Linked DNA regions of Rattus norvegicus: region 2 is linked to region 1. Evidence: chromatin contacts called from public Hi-C data. All regions are on one chromosome and are shown on one strand. The core of a region is the stretch at or near the end of the contact, and the rest is flanking DNA. Distances in the headings are between cores, read along the strand shown.

The links. A called contact is a pair of places that touch in the nucleus more often than the background predicts.
Region 2: a contact with region 1 is called in a Hi-C map of the A7r5 cell line, with 4 times the contacts expected there. The contact joins two enhancer-like sites. A contact is called at or near these places in 4 of 12 Hi-C or Micro-C datasets (the A7r5 cell line, hepatocytes, liver and 1 more).

Annotation. Positions count from the first base shown.
Region 1 is chrX:13,201,202-13,206,994 of GRCr8, reverse strand. No RefSeq gene overlaps it. Among named protein-coding and RNA genes, the nearest start is that of Bcor, 160 kb to the left of the region's middle. Within about 2 kb of position 2,489, at least 39 of the 93 cell types and tissues checked have an H3K27ac peak or open chromatin away from gene starts, as enhancers often do. A contact at or near this core is called in the A7r5 cell line, where this site is marked.
Region 2 is chrX:13,655,753-13,662,355 of GRCr8, reverse strand. No RefSeq gene overlaps it. Among named protein-coding and RNA genes, the nearest start is that of Rpl37al2, 200 kb to the right of the region's middle. Within about 2 kb of position 5,300, at least 10 of the 93 cell types and tissues checked have an H3K27ac peak or open chromatin away from gene starts, as enhancers often do. A contact at or near this core is called in the A7r5 cell line, where this site is marked.

The sequences.
Region 1 (5,793 bases), core at 1,240-3,739:
TGTGTGGCGGCCTCTGCTCTGCTTTGGGTTCTTGGGCAAAGACATGCTCCGAGATTGCTGAACCACCAAATGCACTAAAGCCGCTGGTTTTGTATAATGCATACGAGTGTGGGTCTTGTAGCGTAGAAACAGAAAGACCCTGTTCACCAGCCATGTGACCCTGGTACATTCTTTAGCTCCTTGGGACCTCAGCTTCCTTAGCTGTAAAATGGAGGTGTGGTATCAGGCACGACTGTCATATGCAGCCCTTTTACTCCGAAGGATGGAAATCTAAAAACTACATCTCCCAGACACCTTTGCAGCTGGGGCTGTGGATGAGAATTCAGTTTTGACAATTAGATACATTTGTGTGAGGTTAGGAAGAAAGGTGTGAAGCAGACTGACTTCTGCTCTGGGTGTAGTTGCTGGAACTTTGTGTGGTGGTGGTGGGAGGTGGGGGGTTATGTGTGACAATATTTTGGCAATTACTCAGACAGTGGTTCTTGTAGGTAGAGCCACAGGCTCTTGTGGCTCTTGAGAGAGGCCGTGATGGCACGGGATCCTAATCATTAGATCTCAGTTGCAATCTGCATCTTTAGAGACAGATCCCCTCCCTCCCACCACCCACGCACACCCTCCCCCCACTTCTCACCTTCCTGCTAGTGGCAGAGAGGGCAGCAATCTTGGGGACCAATTCAATGGTAGTGTTTTTGTGAATTCAGAGACTGTTCTTCTCGAGCCTTCCAGGAATTTTGTGAGCACCTAATTTCCTGGAGTAATTTCCTATTCTTGCTTAAAATAGCTGGAAACATTCTCTATTCCCTTCAATTGGACTCTAGCTGGGGGAGTTGGTGACACCTCCATACTTGTGGCCCAGGTGTTGATGTGGGCCATGGGATAGCGGGTGTTGCCTAGTACACTGTTTATAAAGCCCCTTGCAGACAGTTGGCAGTTTCCAAGAAAGGGTATGTCCGTTTGCAGCCTGCACTAGATGTGAGTGGAAGTCTTGTGTGGTGCCACTCCACTTTACCAGCTCCTAGTCGCTTGTTTTACGAAGAATTACTGGGGCAGAAAGCAGTCTGAGAGAATTCAGATTATTCCTGTGGGTCACCTGTTTCCTCAGGCTGAACTGGTGTTTGCTCCTTTGGGAGCGAAGATCCCACCTCTCTTCAGAGTGATGACTGGCACCACAGAGGTGCCACAGACACCTGGGAAAGGTGACAAGCTTCCCTGGAAGAGAGAAAGTCAGCTGCCAAAGGACTCTCCCAGCCCTGTGCCTGTGCTCTCACCATTGACAGCAGTATTACAACCTCACCATTAAATGTTTTTTATTTGTGAAGCCTTCTGCTCTGTCCCTCTACCACCAGGTTTGAAGATCGACCTGAAGAAGGATCTCTTTCTGTGAGGAATGATAAAGACGTTCATAGTTGTGGGATTGACATTTAAGAGTTTTTGGAAAAGCTAGCCTGTGGTATTTGCCTGTAATCTGAATAGGATTAGAAATTCAGGATCATGTCAACTAGATTGAGGCCAACCTGGGCTACACGAGACTCTGGTCTTAAGTGAACTAAAGTTTCCAGAGAAAAACCTGAAAAGATAGGCAATTTTGTCCGGGACTTGCCCGGGGGAAGTGGGGATTTCAAAACCCAATGCTGGGCTTGTGGGACCAGCAGTCTCAGCACAGGAGCTCTGGGGGCTCTTTAAGCCACTGAGGGAGGAGCAGAAAGTCCTTAGGGTTGTAGAAAAACAGAGTTCTGAGGAATCTTAGCGCCCAACCCTGCTCTGGGCAGATTGCTTCTTTCCCCTCAGGGCTCAAATCTTTCATTTCTCCCCTTCCCTACTCTCTGGGACCCAAACCTTTCAACTCTTCTCCGTCTCTGCTGGCTCGTATCCACCCAGCTTTCTGCCACACAATGGAAACTCATTGTGAAGTGCCGAGCCTGGCAGGTGGCTCTCAGATCCCCCAGCTGGGTGGAAGCCGGATTGGGTTTGGCTTCCAGAACAATCCAGGATCTTCAGGGGGCTCGAGGATGAGTGGGAGGGATAAAATGTTCCAGTGGTTTTCATCCAGCCCCAGTCAACTGCGAGACAGAGGACAGAGGGGACAGATAAAGGCAGCTTTCCCCGGGCGTGCCCAGTCGGAGCTGGTGAGGTTGGAAGTTTTGTGTGGTTTGGCAAAGTTCCTTATTCTTTGCCGTTTCGAAACTGCAGCAGCACACAGTGGCAAAGGTCACTGGACACCACAAGCTACCCCTGAAATGCAGGAGGTGGCGGATCTTGTCAGGCGCATGTCCCAGGATATCAGGGCAGAGAGGCCAGGCAGGTCCTGGCCACACATCGAACTCCCAGGTCGCGCCACAGCGCGGGGTGTGGATGCTTGCAAAAAATGCAGCCTCCCGGAAGGCAAGGACAACGTTATGGCTCTGGCGAGCTGAGCCGCTGCAGGCTGGGCGGCTCAACGCGGCTAACTGGAAAGACTAACCGTCGCGTTCGGATTCCATCTTCTGCTTCACGGAGAAAGAGCGACGCTGGGGACACCGCCTGGAGCCTGCGCGCATAGCACCGGGAGGCTCTCCCTCCCACCCCCGCCAGGCTTCCCGTTTAACCTCTAAAGTGCCAGAAAACCTGAAGCCCAAGAGGGGCTAGCCTTCCACCCACTGGGGAGATGCAGGCTTTCCGGAATTGGGCGTGGCAAAGCCGAGGGCACTGCAAAATAGAATCTGGAACTTGTGCTGCTTGGGAGGGAAAGGCTAGGGAGTCTGGCAGGTCCCAGCGGGCTCACCTCCTCCCAAGGGCCTTCCTGCCTCCGCTGAAGGTGGGGACAGAGAAGGAGGAGAGCATGGAGAAAAGGACGTGGGAAGACACTGGTCAGGGAAGAGATACTTTTAGTCTTTGCTACAGCTGCGTGCGTTTTTCTGACGGACTACTCAGGGACAATTCTCCAGGCTGAAAACAGTGTAAACTTTCTGAGGGTGGTGGTGGAGGGCGGTGTGAAGGTGACACGAGACGGTTGGGGTGAGAGGTGGTTGGTGGTGCAGGAAAGGGACAGAGAGGGGGAAATCCCTGAAGATTCCTCACAGGCCTAAGAGGAACTCCAGAATCTCTTCTTGGTAGAACAAGGTCCTCCAGACTCACCACCCCAGATATAGCTCAGCTCTCACCATAGGTCTTCGAGGTGGGCATCCTCCCCCTCTTTGTGTAATATCTTGGAGACCACACAGGCAAGACTGGGGATTTGTTCATTATGCCTTCTAACTGGGGACAATGCCTCCTGGGTGGCATCAGTCACAAGCCAATCATTAAACAAATAACAAAGATCTCAAACAGGAAAATGGGATGGGGAGGGGGTTAAAGGATCTAGAGCTAGAGCCTTGGGCGGGGGACCCTGGTTATCTAGGTCAGTAGTTCCCATGGTGTGGTTTCGGGAACCCTCTGATAGTCAGGGCTCTGAGATCCAGGACCTCTGAAAAGGCTTTTCTGATTGCAGACCTAGGGGAGGCTGGGCTCTCATTAATCCAAGGCCACATGTCAGTATCCCAACTTAGTGGAAGCCCCAGCAGCTGTCAGAAAGAAAGAGAGAGAGAGAGAGAGAGAGAGAGAGAGAGAGAGAGAGAGAGAATGTTTGCTACTACCAAGTCCGAGGTCCTGAGTTCTTTCTTTCTTTTTTTTTTCTTTTTTTCGGAGCTGGGGACCCAGGGCCTTGTGCTTGCTAGGCAAGTGCTCTACCACTGAGCTAAATCCCCAAACCCTCCTGAGTTCTTTCTATGCATTGAACTCACACGGTGGAAGGAGAAAAGCATCTTCCACAAGTTATCTTCTGACCTCCCCAGTCCGCCAGGGCATGTGAGCACAAACATATACACATATGTAAACACATAAATATATAAATTTATGTATTATGTATATTATGTGCATGGGTGTTTTGCCTTCATGGACTAGACTCCATGTGTGCTTGACCCACGCAGAGGTGACCAGAAGACGGTGCCCATCCCCTGGGAATGGAGTTACAGATTGTTGTGAGCTGCCATGGGGATGTTGAGATGCCCTGGGTCTTCTGGAAGAGCAGACAGTGCTCTTCGTTGCTCAGCCATATCTCCAGCACCCATAAATGTAATTTTTAGAATTCCAAAGGGAAACGCTCAGGAGCTGGAATCTAGACTGATGCCCCAAGGTCACTGTGGGTTCATCCTCAGTACAGCAATAGGAAGGAAGGAAGGAAGGAAGGAAGGAAGGAAGGAAGGAAGGAAGAAAGCCCCCATATATCAAAGAAGTTCATGAAATGTACAACTATTGCCACTTTCTAGATTTTTTGGTTTGGAAAAATAAAGTGGTTTTGTCTTTTTGTTTGTTTTGTTTGTTGTTTGTTGTTTAGTTTTGGTTTTTCTGAGATAGGATCTCATTCTGTAGCCCAAGTTCTTTAACTCACTAACTCAGTTTGGTCGTGAACTCGAAGCAGTCTCCACCTCCCAAGTGCTGGCTGAGATTGGAGGTGGGAGCCACCACTTTAGTTGAGTGGAGTTCAGCAGAGCCTCCCTGGAGCTGGAGTTCAAGGTGACTGTGAACGGCCCAACCTCCAAGATGGGAAACAACGGGAGTCCTCTAGGAGAGCAGATTCTCTTAACCTTAGCCGTTGAGCCATCCCCAACCCCTATTTCCATTCGTTTTTAAATCAAAGTGTGCTGCTGATGGTACTATGTACCATAATGATCTATTGTTAGGTTACAAATGATACCAGCCTTTAGTGGCTGGAAGTAACAAATGTGTTTGTTTTCACAGGGTTTTGTGTGGGTCCCTGAAACAGGAGCAGCCTTGCTGGGTGGGAGTGGCTCTGGGTGTGTACACTCCCCTCAGTAGATTGTAACAAAGGTGTGGTCCAGGACTACAATCCTCTATCTCAGAGCTCCTCAGGGAGAGGAGATGGCTGCTGCTTTCAGTCACCGAGTGTACAAGGGAGGGCGGGGATTCTAGGCAATCTTAAGAGGCTGTCGGTCGCAAATGCACTCACCTTTATATAGTCATCTTTCTGCCTTTACCTACTGAGCCATCCATCGCTCTGGTCCTAAAGGTTTATTTTGAACTTTTAATTATATGCTTGTGTTTTTGTGTGGTTATGTGCACGTGTGAGCACAGGTAGCTGCAAAGTTCAGAAGAGAAGGTCAGATATACAAACAGTAGAAACTGGTTCCATTTTATTTTTTTCTTCCTTTGTGCTTTGTTCGCTTGTTAGATTGTTTTATGAGCATGAGTGCTTTGCCCACAAGCGTATCTGGGCAGTATGTGTGTGCCTGGTTGCCCAGGGAGGTCAACAGAGGATGTTGGACCCCTTGGTACTAGAGTTACACTAGATGCTTGTGGGCCCTTGTGTGGGTTCTGGGGATTAAATTAAACCCAGGTCTTCTACAAGAATACCAAGTGTTCTTTAACCACAGAGCCATCTCTCCAGAACCTTTGTTTTCACATTTAATATAGGAAATACTGAGAGATATGGCCAATGCTGACAAAAGCTTTTGACATCCTTAATAATAAAGGAAGAAATAAAGAGGGCCCAAGGACTAAACCTGTGAGAACTGTTGGTCTCAGCGTCAGGGTATTCACAGGGGAAGTACTTCAGCACAGTGGACAAGTCCATTCATTCATCCATCTGTCCGTCCATCCATCGATCCTCTACTCACATACACAGTCATCCAAATGTTCCTCCATCTATCTATCTGGCTATTTTCCATTTATCCACTCGTGGCCATCCATCCACCTACCACCTGCACATTCTGGCTGGCCTGGAACTTACTCTATAGACCAGGCTGGCTTGAACTCATA
Region 2 (6,603 bases), core at 4,051-6,550, 450 kb before region 1:
GTGTCAGGAAACTCCTGAGTGGGACCCTCAGGTTTCCCCAAGTGCAATGGGATCTCCCCTTCCAACCCAGGGGCCATTAAAACCCTGAAATGAACAACTTCCTGCCCAGGCAGCCTCCCAGAGGAGTGTCTAGTGGCTCTCTGATCACAGCCTTCCTGGTAAACATATGCTAGTGTAGTCTCTGATTTCCACAGAAGACCTGGGAGGACCAGACATTGGTCCCTTCATTTGTAGGCCAGGGCCTTGCATTTCCAAACTCTTGTCTGCAGATTCTAAACCCCAGAGAACCAAGTTAAGAGAGACCAGAGAGTGTCTAACACAGGTCCAAGTCAAAGCTGGAAACCTTGGGGAAGAGGGGTAACACAAGGGTCAAACATGAACCCAGAAAGAAGTGACTATCAACTACCTAGTCTCAAAACCATGCCTGAGAGAGAGACAGAAACACACAGAAAGAGGCAGAGAAAGACAGAGAGAGAGAGAGAGAGAGAGAGAGAGAGAGAGAGAGAGATGAGAGACAGACACACATAGGAAGAGAGAGAGAGAGAGAGAGAGAGAGAGAGAGAGAGAGAGAGAGAGCTGGTGCAGTTTGTCTGTACCACAGTGGACCCCTCAGCAGGGAAGGGTCCATGAGGTCCCATTTATCCCTAAGGGAGTATTGGCAATCACAGGTTGAGATAAATCTTTGGTGGTCTGGTGGACTAATAAGTCCCCCAGGCTCAGGCAAGAAAATCAGTTGGCCACACACAAAAAGAAACCATAAAATTATGAGGGAAACTGGTTGAGACTAGTTCTAGCAGAAGACGGGGAAGGATGGGGGAGGAGTAAAAATGACTAAAATCCATTAAATACATGTACAAATCTTTCAATTTTTTAAAGTTGTGTGAGTTTGTGCATGTTTGCTGGCATGTGTGCAGGTGGGCGTGTGTGTGTGTGTGTGTGTGTGTGTGTGTGTGTGTGTGTGTGTTGCCTTCATGTATATATGTGTACCACACATGTGTCTGGTTCTCTGAAGTCAAGTGACTGTGGGGTCCCCTGGAACTGGAGTTAGTTATAGCTGTGAACAACCATATGAATGCTGGGAACTGAACCCATGTTGTTCTCTAAAACAGAAACAGGTACTTTTAACCTCTCTGCCATTTCTCTAGTCCCTCTAATTTTTTTTAAAGAGGGAGATCTGAGGGGAAGCAAGTGCTGGCCTGTGTCACAAGACTCAGCCAGAGATGGATTTTGAAGGTTGGCAGGACATGAGCTTGTCAAGGCCAAGTTTGGTAGGACAGGCAACACACAATGTAGGGCCTGGTCACTTTTATACCTTGGGCCTTTTTAAGACTATGATGCTTGGGTTCCATGCTAATAAGTTGAGCAAGGTGGGATCCTAGCAAGGGGAAGCTCCTAGAACACCCTCTTGGAATTCTGTTAAAGCCTAGACTGCAGAGCTGAACACCAAGCAGTAAGAACTGGGGGAGGCTTTCAAGTCTGTAGAAGCCTCTGCCCCTGCAGTCTATGGAAAGGTTGCATTATGGCCAAGACAAGGCTGAAAGGCAGAAGCCTACAGAGCAGACTTCTGGATGAAAGGGAGAGGGCCTTGGAAGATGAGTGAGTTGGGTTCATTCTGGGAAGAAAGACTGCCTGGCTTACCTTCGCAGGGTTTAATGGTGTAGACAGCAGCTGTAATGTCTTGTCCTTTCTTTTCCACTCAACAGAAACAGAACAGCTGGCCTCCGAGTTGTGAAGGGCCTAAGGGTTTTGTAGGACCTGGCTTAGCCTAACTTGCTCACCTGCCTAAGCAGAACCATTTTAGAACCTTCAGCCAAATTCTGGAAGGATATGATATCACCCTGGTGATTTACTGGAAACCCTTTGAGAGCAGGTACCAAACCTCCAGCCTCACCTCTAGAATGGGACTTTTGAGACCTTTGCTTATGTGACTTCCAGGGCCCTTGCAAGGTAAAGACTTGCCAGAGTAGGGCCTTGGAGGTGTGGGTGTCCTGTGACAAGAATGGTTCCTGATTTTGCTGTAGCCAATTTTATCATCAAAGTGCCATCCCAGCATTTGCTGCCAGCCCTACACATTCACCAAGCTGGACTGAGCTGGGCATGACATAATCACAGCACTCAGGGACTGAGGCAGGAGGATTAAAAGTTCAATGCCAGCTTTGACTACACAGTATGTTCAAAGCTATCCCAGGATACTTAGTATGATCCTGCCTGAAAAAAATGAGAAAGGTGAAGCTCTGCTATGCTCTAACACTGAACTGGAGACTGGGGTGTAGCAAAAAGCAATTTAAAGCAAATCTCTAGGGCTAGGGATGTATCGTGCTAACATAGTACGCTTGGGGCCCTAGATTCAATTCCGAGTATTTTTTTTTTTGGTTCTTTTTTTTTCGGAGCTGGGGACCGAACCCAGGGCCTTGCGCTTCCTAGGCAAGCGCTCTACCACTGAGCTAAATCCCCAACCCCGCCAATTCCGAGTATTAAAAATTGAGGAGGAGAAAAGAAATAGATAGGTGGATGGATGGATGGATGGATGGATGGATGGATGGATGGATGGACAGACAGACACAAAAAAAATGAAAAATAAAGGAGATGAGTTGGCAGGTAAAGATTCTAGTGCACAAACTTCCTGACTCCTTCTATCCTAAAACCTGATTTAAATGCCATGTGTGGGGGCTATGGTGAGGGTGTGTGGGGGCTGGGGGATGGGGGGGATGGTACAGGTCATGGCACGCCTTTAATCCCAACACTGGGGAGACAGAGGCAGGCAGATCTTTGAGTTCAAGGCCAACCTGGTCTACAGAGTGAGTTCCAGGACAGCCAGGGCTACACAGAGAAACCCTGTCTGGGAAGAGAAGAAAACAAAAGTGAGCAGCCAAAAACCCAGGTGTGACCCCAGAACTCCTAATAGGGATGGGAGGCTGAGAGGGGAGAATCTCATGGGAGGTCTCGGCCAGCTAGCCTGTAGTGTATATATAGCCAGGAGCAGAAACAAGAGACCATTGCCTTCTGAAACTTGTCCTTCAGCCTCTACATGCATGAGAGGACACACACACACACACACACACACACACACACACACACACACAATGTATATATAAATTAAATATAAACAAATGTCTGCCCCTGGGGAGGCTACTGTGCTCGCTGTTAAGAGAGAAAGGTCAGAAATCAGATAATCAAATATACTACATTGTACCTGATGTTCAATAATACCAAGAGGTCTAAGACAGTAAGGAGGACAGGCTAGGGAGAGTTCATGACCTTCCAGAGTTCCAGGCCACTTCCAAAGAGCAGTAGCCTTGCCAATGGGCACTAATTCTGCTATGATTGGGGTAGGAAAGTTTAGGAGGGTTGTTTGGTTGTTGTTTTCTCTTTTTAATTATGCTCATCAATGCTGGGGGCTGTGTATGTGAGTGCAGTGCCTCTAGAGGCCAGAAGAGGGCGTTGGATTTCCCCAGAACTGAAGTCACACATGAGTGTGAGCCACCAGCAATGGGTTCTGGGAAGAAAACTCCGAGTTGTCTGCAAAAGCAGCAAGTGCTCCCTCCAGCCCAGCTTAGATTTCGAGAAGAGGACCTGCCTTGGCAGGGGCATGGTATTGTCCTCACTGGAATTTAGCTTGAGAGAGGGGGAAAGCAAAAGCCACAGAGGACAGCCACCCATAAAAACAGTCTAGAAGTGTTCTTTGCCATGTAGGCCAACAGGGTCTACTAAATCAGTACATGTCACCTACGAAAGAGACAAAGGACAATTAGGGGATAGCAAAGGATGGGCTTTTGGGTGGGAAGTAGCTGTCTACAGAATTGGGGGGGTGAATGAAGAGATGGGAGGCAGGAGATGGCAGGTGGCATTTGAAGGAACTCAGTTGGCTCAGTCATTACCCTTGCCCTCTGCTAGGGAAAATTGAAGTCCCATGCCCATAAGCCCCTAGAAATCCTAGAGACCCTTGTACCTAATGATAACCCACACAGTGGAAGCTTGCTTCTAATAAAAACACTTAAAGATCAAATTTTCCATGTAAATAGTGGGGGGGAATGTACTTGGGACTCAATCTCCCAAAGGACAGTTGAATCAAAACTAAATTGTTGTTGTTGTTGTTGTTGTTGTTGTTGTTGTTGTTGTCGTTGTTGTTGTTTTAATCCCAGGTATTACAGGAACTTAAAATAATTGAGTTCAAGCAAACAGTTAAATTGATAGGGTGTGGTGGTGGTACATACCTGGAATCTTAGCACTCGGGAGGCTGAGGCAAGATAGTATGGGCTACATAGGAAGGTTCAAGCAATGTGCTAGGAAGTTTGATTGGAAATTCAAAGCTTCTCTTTTCCCCTAACCGAATCATCTAGTGACACAACAGTCTGTACTTGACTTACACACCATCATAAAGAGAATAACTCAAAATGCTCAAGGGCTGCGTCAGCTGTTTTCCAAGAGATCTGCTTCTGAAAGCTCCTTTGCCCTCCTGGCTTGTGGATGGGTCCTTCCACTGAGAATAGTGCCAACCCACTCACCATGCCCAAGGCTGGGATGTGGGCCAGGGGAACAGTGCTTGTAGCATTCACAAGGCCCTGGTTCCATTAGTGTTTGGGATAGGGGTAGGGAGGTTGTGAAGCAGACCTACAGTGAATGAATGAATGAATGAATGAATGAATGACTCCTTCTAAGTTGGGAGCAATAGCCAGAACCATTCTCACTGGTTTCAGGAAATTCATTCAGCAGCTTCAGGCCTACATGCCTGCTAGTGTTGGGCTATGACCCTGGAAAGGCCAAGGCAAGATAGATAGATGATGCACCTAGCTGATCAGAAAGGAAGATTATCTGGGTGGGGGCAGATTTTATACAGTTATTTCATTAGTGGCTATTTCTGTACTGTGATAACTTGTCATAGAACCACAGTGACCTAGACAGTAAATGTTTTGAGAAAGATACAGAGACCTGGACCTAGATAGACCCAACCCTCCACTCTGTACTTCAGTTGCAATGTCCACTAAACACCTCCAGGAATTGCCATCTAAGAAAAATAAAGATGGCCGGAAGGTTCCTATCAGGCAATGGCAGTTCTTAACCCCCAAATCTTTCGGACTCGCTCTCTTCGGTCTCCTTTGTGTTGCTGTGTTTTTCTTCAAGGGCCTGACTCAAGAGGTGGAGTATTACCCGCTCAGTGCTCCGCGCCCACAAAGCCACATTTATGTAATCATTCCAAAACTCACAACTCCTGAGAACTTTGAGGAATGTTATTAGGCCCTGGAGGCCAGAAGGGCCGTTTCCAGGGTAACAGCAGCTCCATACAAGGCAGCCAGCAAGGCCTTTCCCTCCCTCCACTCCTTCAGACCATGTTCAGTGACAACCCATGCCTAGAGCTCAGGAGCCACATCTTATAGCCCTCACCCGCCAGACCAGGACTCACCGGAAGGGCCCATCACTAGCCTACGAGCACCATACGGCCACCCCATCCTACTTCAAATATGTTCCTGTGGGTCAGCAGTCTGCAAGGCTGGCTGCGGTTTGGAAAGTTAGAGATGTGAGGTACTCCAGCCAGCATTTGTTTTTTCCACAGTGTAGCCCCAGGCGAGCTGGCTGCCTTTTGTTTTGTGCAGAGGTGGAAATGAGAATTGTCTGTAACAGAGCGAATGCTCTTCCCAAGTGCTGTAGCAACTGCCTCGGGCTGCCTGTGAGACCCACCACCCCTTACCTGGGCTGAGCCTTCTTACTTCAGTGGTTACCCATTGGGTAAAAGAGAGTTGGAAAGGAAGAGGGAGGCAGGTAGGGAGCATTTCACATTGACTTTTCTCCCTATGGTGTGAGGTAGCCTGATAAAGCCTTACAGTACCACTGAGGACCCATAGTTCTCATTCTCTCTCTCTCTCTCTCTCTCTCTCTCTCTCTCTCTCTCTCTCTCTCTGTGTGTGTGTGTGTGTGTGTGTGTGTGTGTGTGTGTGAGTGTGTGTGTGTGTGTGTGTGTGTGTGAGAGAGAGAGAGAGAGAGAGAGAGAGAGAGAGAGAGAGAGAGAGGAACGCATGTACTAACACACTGCACTGCACACACATACCACCATAAACTCGTATCTCATGGAAATCCAAGATTGGAGCTCTATGTTCTCAGGGCCAAGACAGATCATGACCATGGGACATCCAGATGTGTGTTCTCCTATCTCTGGATGCCCCACGGTCTCTGTTCCCACAGTCACAAAGCTCAGTCTTATGTATACTTACAAATTTCTTAAGTGATGCCTGGAAGAAGCAGCTGTTTGCTCCAATGACACCACCCCTGTCTGATTCATATGGAGTCACCCTTCCAGATGACTCCTGCCTCCTGGGAATAGACGTCACTAACAGGAAACCCCTGGGACTGGGAGATTCACCCTTGAGAATGAGAGAACCCAGGAGAGAGTGAAATAGAACTCGAGAACTCAGGAAACAAAAGAGACTAGGATGGTGCCCGGTGGCACTATTTAGGTTCAGTGACAGTGCAGGGAAGGGACAGACTTGGGATAGAGGTAGAGGGTTCAGGAGATGTGCTGAGACTAGCCCTTGGATGAAAGAGATCTGCTGGCACAGAGACGAGTGAACAGCCCGGCCATATGTGAGCAGAGAGGACCACACATAGAAC